3 separate regions of the Mus musculus genome follow, and regions 2 and 3 are each linked to region 1. Evidence: chromatin contacts called from public Hi-C and HiChIP or PLAC-seq data. All regions are on one chromosome and are shown on one strand. Each heading gives the region's core, a stretch centred on a gene start, on an enhancer-like site or on the middle of the called end of the contact. The rest is flanking DNA. Distances are from core to core; before and after follow the strand shown.

Evidence for each region. Hi-C and Micro-C count contacts between places; a contact is called where the count stands out from the background. HiChIP or PLAC-seq counts read pairs in DNA pulled down with a chosen protein or histone mark.
Region 2: an H3K27ac HiChIP or PLAC-seq map of embryonic stem cells shows a contact between it and region 1, with 7 read pairs. The contact joins the enhancer-like site here to the promoter of Chn1 in region 1. A contact is called at or near these places in 2 of 39 promoter capture datasets (maxillary cranial neural crest and second pharyngeal arch cranial neural crest), 3 of 484 Hi-C or Micro-C datasets (embryonic stem cells, nephron progenitors and stem cell-derived neural stem cells), 1 of 115 datasets of contacts at active chromatin or transcription factors (embryonic stem cells) and 2 of 9 other capture datasets (adipose tissue and pancreatic islet).
Region 3: a contact with region 1 is called in a Hi-C map of forebrain, with 2.4 times the contacts expected there. The contact joins the enhancer-like site here to the promoter of Chn1 in region 1. A contact is called at or near these places in 1 of 39 promoter capture datasets (stem cell-derived epiblast-like cells), 1 of 484 Hi-C or Micro-C datasets (forebrain), 2 of 115 datasets of contacts at active chromatin or transcription factors (embryonic hindbrain and embryonic stem cells) and 3 of 9 other capture datasets (adipose tissue, liver and pancreatic islet).

The regions. Positions count from the first base shown.
Region 1 is chr2:73,774,003-73,776,702 of GRCm38.p6, forward strand. It overlaps Chn1 (chimerin 1), which reads right to left and starts at 1,344. Exons shown (of 13, transcript NM_001113246.2): 1 at 1,021-1,344. The coding sequence starts at 1,039.
Region 2 is chr2:73,858,923-73,861,622 of GRCm38.p6, forward strand. All of the region lies in intron 5 of Atf2 (activating transcription factor 2), which reads right to left. Among named protein-coding and RNA genes, the nearest start is that of Gm10822, 32 kb to the right of the region's middle. Within about 2 kb of position 1,374, at least 41 of the 459 cell types and tissues checked have an H3K27ac peak or open chromatin away from gene starts, as enhancers often do. A contact at or near this core is called in embryonic stem cells, where this site is marked.
Region 3 is chr2:73,654,703-73,657,409 of GRCm38.p6, forward strand. All of the region lies in intron 7 of Chn1 (chimerin 1), which reads right to left. Among named protein-coding and RNA genes, the nearest start is that of Chn1os3, 60 kb to the left of the region's middle. Within about 2 kb of position 1,394, at least 16 of the 459 cell types and tissues checked have an H3K27ac peak or open chromatin away from gene starts, as enhancers often do. A contact at or near this core is called in forebrain, where this site is marked.

The sequences.
Region 1 (2,700 bases), core at 94-2,593:
ACCTTTGTACAAAAAAGTCCCCATTTCCATTAAATAATGCAGATTAAATACAAGGTAAAGTAAAGATATTATTTTCCAGAGAAAGAAGAAACAGAAGTAACTGATGCCAGCAGCTGAATTCACTTGGAGGTATTTACAACAAAAAGCATTTATGGTATGTGACAACATAACTGTGCCTGGTCAGATGACATAATTAAAACTTAACTGGAAACTGGATATGCCGAATAACTTGTGAGAAATGTGCTTGGATATTAATAATAGGTTATTCCTAATACATCATTGCACCTTCCTACTTTGAAAAACTGAATTCTTTGCAAATCTAAGTTTTGACATACTGAGTTCTCTTGAAATGATGTACCAAGGTCTGTTTTTTGTAAAAGAAAAAGAAATGTCCCTTTTCAGTGCTTTTCCCCCAACCCACTGTCATTGCAAACTGTCTTAGCCATTGAAACAATAGTGTTAAGTAACTACATCCACAAAATATCACTTCCCAAACAATACAGTTACCTTACAGTAACCAACTTTCTTCTGCCCTCTTTCCTCAGAGCACACATTTTAACCAATAACAAATTAGGTTCACATATTATTCTTGTTTCCAATGCAATGTACCAAGTCCCCCCAAAATGCCCAACAATCCAACAGGAAGCAACACACGGACGGGGCAATTCTAGAGAAGCTAGGGATGCTCTCGCATCTTATTCAAAATAATAATAACAATAATAATAATAAACTTTCCAGGATCTTTATTTACCGACTTAGGGAAAATTGGTTTGCAAACAACTAGCCAACTTCCCTCTCAAGTTGGTATGTGAGAGAGGCACGGTGTGTTCACCCCGACCCCAGGACTGGCCCGGGAGCTCACGCCCATTGCCCTGCCTGAGAGGAGACAATGGGAGCGGCGCGCGGGGCCGCGCTCCAGGAGCCCCGACAAGGCGGCCCGCCCGCCCCGCGCCCCCCCAAGCCCGCACGCGACTCCGGGGCGCGGCCCACCCGCGGCGGGGAGCCGGGGACGGCACTCACCGAACAGGGTCAGAGCCATGGTGGAGCCGCGCCGCCCAGCGCTCCTCGCTCCCGCGGCGGCCGGCAGACGGCACCTCGGCGGGGCGGCGGCCCGGGGGGCGTGGCGCGGAGGCCGCGGGGGGCCGCAGCGAGGAAAAGTTACGCGCGCGTTAGCGAGGGGCGCGCCCGGCCCGCGGCAGCCCGGCAAGCCGCCGCGCGCCCGCACCTGTCGCCGCCATGGGCCCGCGGGGCGCGCGCGGGCGGGCGGACCTGAGGCGCGACCGGCCGGGCGGAGCGACGGCGGCCGGCGCTCACCGCGCACCCCGCGACCTCGCCGACGCCATCTTGCCAGAGCGCGCCGCATTCCCGCCAGCCCCTCGGGCGGCCGAGCGCGCGTTACCATGGCAACGGGCGCGCGCACGGCCCACGGGGACGCGCCCCATCCGCCGCGCCTAGAGTGAGGCTGCGCCCCCCACCCCAAGCCCAACAGGCGCACCCCCGGGGCGACGGCAACAGCCGCCCCGGGCTAAGCGGGTGCAGCTCCTGAAATCCCGGGATTTTTCTTGAATGGGATGGGATGAGAGAGCAGAGCGGAGGATGCTCGGGCTCGCGGGCAGGCGGGGTCTCCTGAGGACCAGGGTTCGTCTGAGGATAGAGCTCCTGCCGGCGCCCTCAGGGTTAACCGGCGAGCGGTCCCTGCCTGTGAATGCTGCTAACATTCCCTTGGGTTGGTGGAGCCCCTCTTGTTTCCGATCTGTATACCCGGAATCGGGTAATTGAAATGCATCGGGAATTATCTAAAATAACTGTTAGAAGGCAGGTGCTTAAAGCCACTGTGTCTTTTTTTTTTTTTTTTTTTTTTTTTTTACGTTATACCTTGTGGATGTTGTCTAAGGGAAACATCAGCGTTCCTCGCTGCCTGGCGAGTCTCTGCCACAAAAGATTCCCCGGAGCTTTTGGGTTTTATCTGACAATCACAGGCACTGTCTCTAGCTCTGGTGTTTTCTACTCGCCTTGTCGTCGCCTTAATTAGCGAGAGGGCATCCAACGCTTGAGGGTTTGGATTTTTGTTTGTTTGTTTTTTAAAGGCTCAACTGTGATGTTTTTCACTTTATTTCTCGTTGCTACCTTTGTTCTGTATAAAAATAGTCCTTTTCCCTCCTACTTTCTCTGTCTAGGGTTTGTTAGTGTTTGGGTGTGTAATCGTGTTTGTTTAATCTTCAGTCCTCATTTTCTCCTGCGTGCACTTCTTGTTTTGCAGGCTCCTCGCGTTCCCTGGTGTCATTTTTCCTCTTTTCTCTAAATTTCAACTAGTTATTGTGTTATTTAATATATCTCAGGAATCAAATCTTTATAAAACGCTAATTACTACCTCAAACAGAGTGCAGCTAATCAATCATCATTTCACAGCACACTCAAGCATCAGAAAAGAAGAAAAGCCGGTAGAAAGGAGGAGCCAAGCCTTTTGTTTCAAGCCAGTTAACTCAAAAAAGAAAGAAATATTAAAATAATCAGCCTGAGTGAACAAACGTCTAGGCACCTGATCTTACATTAAATAGATTTTCATTAGCTACTGGTATAAAAATATTTCTTGGAATCACCAACATTTTACAACATTATTTTCAATAATCTCCTTTTGATTTTATGCACTCCTCCCTTTTTTTCTTGAGAAAAAAAAATTACAGTTCATCAAGATAAATG
Region 2 (2,700 bases), core at 124-2,623, 85 kb after region 1:
AGGAGCAAATGATAGGACAAGCTCTAGTAGAACACAACAACTTAAAACCATGCTTAGCCATGCATAGAGGCTCAAATGCATAACTTACTAACAAATACTATAAATTTAATGTTAGGAAATTCTCTTAAATAATTTCTTATGGTACACATACAAACATATATTCTAATTTTTAGCTACTGACTCTTTTTCTTCTACTTAAACAAACTTAAATACATTGCTTTTTATTTAAAACAAAAGAAGACAAAAAAACAAAACAAAACAAACTCACTCAGTTCCAGGATATCTTTTGGTTTCTAAGACTGCAGCATGTACATGTTGCACATAATCTCAAGCAAGCACATACATAATACACATAAAAATATATAAATTAATTCTTTTTTAAAAAGACTTTTTAAAAATCTCATGTGTTAGTACTGCAGGTATGATGGCACACACCTTTAATCCCAACACTTAGGAGGCAGAGGTAAGTGGATCTCTGTTGACTTTGAAGCCAGTCTAGTAGTCTATAGAGTGAGCCCAGGCAAGGTTGGTTATATATGTATGGAATTAAGATCATGTCTAAAACTGGGTGTGGGGTAGAGATAGCTTATAGTTTAAAAGTATTTAATGCTGGGGCTGAAGAGATGGCTCAGTTGTAAAGAACACTTGATATACTTGCAAAAAACCCAAGTTTGATTCTCATCATTCATGTGGCAGATTACAACCATCTATAACCACAGTTGCTTCTTCTGACCTCATTGAAGAAGGCATACAAGTGGTTCACAGACAATCCACTAATATACATAAAATTAAAAAAAAAATTAAAAGTGCTTAATGCTCTTGGGGAAGACTGAGTTTGGTTCCTAGCAGGTTGGATGGGTTAAACTGTCTCTCACTCCAGCTCCAGGGAACCCAATGCAGGTTTTTTTTTTGCTTCCAAGGACAATGTACTAACAACCCAACCCAATCTCCCCACCCCCGACACATATACATGTAACTAAAAGTAATACTTCTAATTTTTAAAAAGTGTATATTAAGAAGGGATCACACACAAAATAAGAGCAGCCATTCTATTTTAAGCAGAAAAAAAGTTAGGGCTTTTTTTGAGGCCGTTTCCAAGAATGACTTATTGAACAATATGGCAAAGCTGGTTACTTTCCAAAGACTGCTTCTAGAAGCAATGCGTTATCTGTAGTTATGGTTTAGAGTTCCAATATCCCTAAAAAAATCCAAAGGATTCTTCTCAGGGTGTTAGCATTGGAAATGGTGGAGCCTGAGTCATACGTGGGCCTGGAGAGGTCCCTCAGCCATTTGGGGTATGACCTTGAAGGGGACTGGGTGTGTCTGCATTCTTTGATGTGAGTAGTTAAGTTTTGCTCTAGCTTCCGCCTTCCCTTTCAATACTGTCTTGTTTTATACTTCCCTTGATATACAGGCTCTAAGAAACAGGGTTAACTGAGCATGGAGTAAAAGCTTCTAACATTATGAGTCACCAGGGAAAAGTCTTTGCTGCCAAGTCTGACAGCATATGCTAGAAGAGCCTGACTCCTATAAACTGTCCTCTGACCTCCAAATGTGCACCATGACATGCAGGTGCCCACCCACAGATAAGCACACGAAGTCAATTACTACCCATATCTCTTCTTTAACTTTGTACCAAATCCTAAAAAGTAAATTTGGTTTACCAGAGAGTAAATCTAGTCAGTGGGAATGAAAATCATACTCTAAATTTTAGTTTCAAAGAATTTAAGGTTTTACTTTTTACTCTTAACTTTTAAAAAATGTGTGTAAACTACAGCTCCAAATCAGATATAAAAGTCTATTTCTTGTGCGTCCATCTTTCATTTTGACCATTATTATCTTCTAGTTTTCTTGCTTCATATTGCTCTGTGAATAAACCAACATACATTCTACAGTTAAGATTTTTTCCAGGGGCTGGCAAGATGGCCCAGTGGTTAAGAGCACTGACTGTTCTTCTGAAGGTCCTTAGTTCAAACAACCACATGGTGGCTCACAACCACTGGTAATGAGATCTAACACCCGTGCACCTGAAGACAGCTACAATATACTTATGTATCATAATAAAAAATTCTTTGGCCCGGAGCAAGCAGGGACTGAGCAAGCACAGTCGACCAGAGCAAGCAGAGGTCCTAAAAATTCATTTCCCAACAACCACATGAAGGCTCACAACCATCTGTTCAGCTACAGTGTACCCATATACATAAAATAATCTTTAAAAAAAAAAGATTTTTTTCCCTATCTCTCTGAGCTCCTCATTAATCATTTTATACTTCAGCCACAATAGAAATATGTAGTTTCTTTTTTTTATTTGTCCAATTGTCAAATTTGATCCAACTGTCACACGACCAGAAACATTTCCTCACCAAGCTACTTTAAATGGCATCTGGGCAGGGGAAATAAAGGAACTTGCTATGAAATGAATTCCATTCTCAGAAAGCACATGCAGGTAGTTAGAAAAAGATACCAAGTCCTATGTCCTAACTTCCACACATGTACATGACACATGTACCTCCTACAATAATGATAAATAAGAAGTAAACAAGGGGCTAAAAAAAAACTCTCAGTGATTAATAACACTTGATGCTCTTCCAGAGAATCCAGGTTCTGCTACCAGCACCCTCATGGTGACTAACCATCTGTCACTCTTGTTCCTGGGGGATTTGACACCCTGTTCTTGCCTCACTACTCTGGAGGTTGTAA
Region 3 (2,707 bases), core at 144-2,643, 120 kb before region 1:
CAGAGAAGGGCAGCAAGCATTCCAGAAGGCAGAGGCAGAGAGGCAGGGAGGGGAAGAGAGAGTGGCAGAGAGAAGGGAAGAGAGGGGAAGAGAGAGGCATAGAGGGGCAGAGAGAGGGGCAGAGAGAAAGGGGCAGAGAGAGAGGCAGAGAGAGGCAGAGAGAAAGGGGCAGAGAGAGAGGCAGAGAGGCAGAGGCAGAGGCAGGTGTGACCACTATTTTTGACTCTCACAGCACCTGAGAAGCACTGTGCCGGGTAGCAACAGAAATGAAGTCTTACAGGGACCTTATAGGCCATTTTTTCCAACCTCCCAGTTTCTGCTCATCAGTCCTTTTCTTGTCTGAGTGCAGAGGCAGAGAGAACCCCATTATGTACTGATCTTGGCTATTTTTGTCTTCTTTGGCCCACATTCAAAGTGAAGAGAGGGGGAATGTGCTTAATATAAAATACACATTGCAGTTCCTTTTAACCTCTTATTTGCAGAAAAACTATTCCTTTAAAATCTCATGTTGGATACTCCATGTTCATACCCATAAAGGATAATACAAAAGCTTAATAAGATACTTTATGATAACCATATTAATGAAGCTAAGACAGAAGAATCTGGGCTTTGTGGCCAACCTGGACTACATAATATGTTCAAGGCCAGCCTAGGCTATATAGTTAGACTCTGTCTTCAAATTTAAAAAAATGTTATCATGATGTTATCAGAATTTTCATTTCATTTTTCAAACGTATGTAAGTTTTATTAATATAAAAGAACACAGGTCTTAAGAATGTCTTTTCAGAATGTATTTTGTATTGAGATTTTTCTGTTGTTATAAGACTTGGTTTCAAAACAACAGGTCCACTATGTCACACTGTATACTAACTCAGTCAGTCATTCAGTCAACACCTATTAAACGTGTACCAGTTGCCAGCATTTTCCCACATATGGCAAAAAGGGGAAAAAGATTAGAATGAGGGAGAAGGTGGTAAGACGTTTAGTGGGTACACAGCAAAAGGAAGTGAGGAGACACTGTCACTGAACATAGAATTTCAGTGCAGCGAAAGAGAAGCAAACAAAACTCCTCTCGATATGTATCAATCAAAGAGCAGAGGGCCTGGATCTGTGTGTCCCAGGAGGAGAGGAAAGACCCCTTCCTTCATCAGGAGTGTGGCCGCTGCTGCCCTCTGGTTGCCAAGCAGCAGGACACTGCCTGCTGGCCAGGTACTTACTACTTCTACATTTCAGAGGTCCTGATCACTAACCTTATTATGGAAGCCTCCTGTTATGGTGCTATTTGAATTCTACCACAATTTGCATTTTGGAAGCCACTGCCTGTATCTTCTCTTGCAAACAGAGGATTTCATTGTACTCTGTTGTACAGAAAATACTCAAGGGCTCTTATGTAAACCCCACTCAGCCCAGGAGCTGAATGGAACCCCCCAGGGTCATCCAAGACTCTCCACCACGCTGTGATCTATGCTAGGAGGAAGGCCAGGATTTAATCACTCCTTTATAGAAATGAATTAATTGATATAAATCCAGAAAAAAACAGTTATAGATAATATGTCTTAATAAGTAGTGGCTACCATGTACCTACATAGACCAGGAACTAAGTTTTCTGCCATAGAAAGAGAGGTTTAGAGAGATTAGGCATTTGGGCCAATTAGGCAATGGTCCATGTCACAAGCAAATGCCTGAAGGCAAAGGCTGAGTCTCCAGTCCTTCCCAGAGTCTTAGAAGGAGGATGCAACCAATGACTGTGGAGGGCTGCTTCTGTTTTGCTTTTGATATATTTTTTAATTTTTGTTTTCTCTACATGTGGTATTAGGACAGAGTAATTCTCTTTAAAATTTTAAAAGATTCGCTTTATTTAGTGTGTGTTTCTAGGAGCACAGGTACTATGGCATACAGTTGGTTCTCTACTTCTCCCATGTAGGTCCCAGAGATAAAATCCTCAGCCAGGAGCCAAGAAAGTACCTTTACCTACGGAGACATCTCATCAGCTCAGAATAGAATAACTCTTAAAAGAATTTGATTAGTTAGAAATAGGTTCAATTTTCATATTAATTAAAGTTCATATACCTATAGAAACATCACATGGTACATATATATACACACACACATACACATACACATTTATATGTCAATTATAAATAAAAACCTACAAATTATGGGTTCTATGTGATGTTATCATATGGGTCTACATGTCTAATACTCAAATCATATCTCTTGCAAGATTTGCTTCATTTTACTTTTTGGTAAAAACATCTAGAATCCCTCTAGTTCTTTTGGAATTATGCTCAAATTTATACTGACATCTTACCAAACTTCTACAGAATGTGGTATCTTTACAGCTAAAATGATTGCCTCCTAAGATATAGTAGCCTTTCTATGATGTAAGAACAACAGAGGGGAGGGAGGGAAAGAGAGTGAGAGAGGGAGAGGAGGGGTCGGGAGGAGAGGAGAAGGTTACATAACAGTAGAATCCATTTTTTCACTTTCTCCTACAAATCCCCAGTCACAGGGTACAGCTGCTCTGAATGGCTCCCTCCTTGGTGAGTGCTTGCACCAAAGGTAACCGGTGCTCTTGCATTCACCCCGAAATAAGATCTGACAGCTGTGCACTCTGCACCGAGCAGCATTACGTAAGAAGCAGCTCAAGAGGCAAAGCACAGGGAAAGGAGGCTTTGGTGAGGCGGAGGTCACTGGGAAAACACTC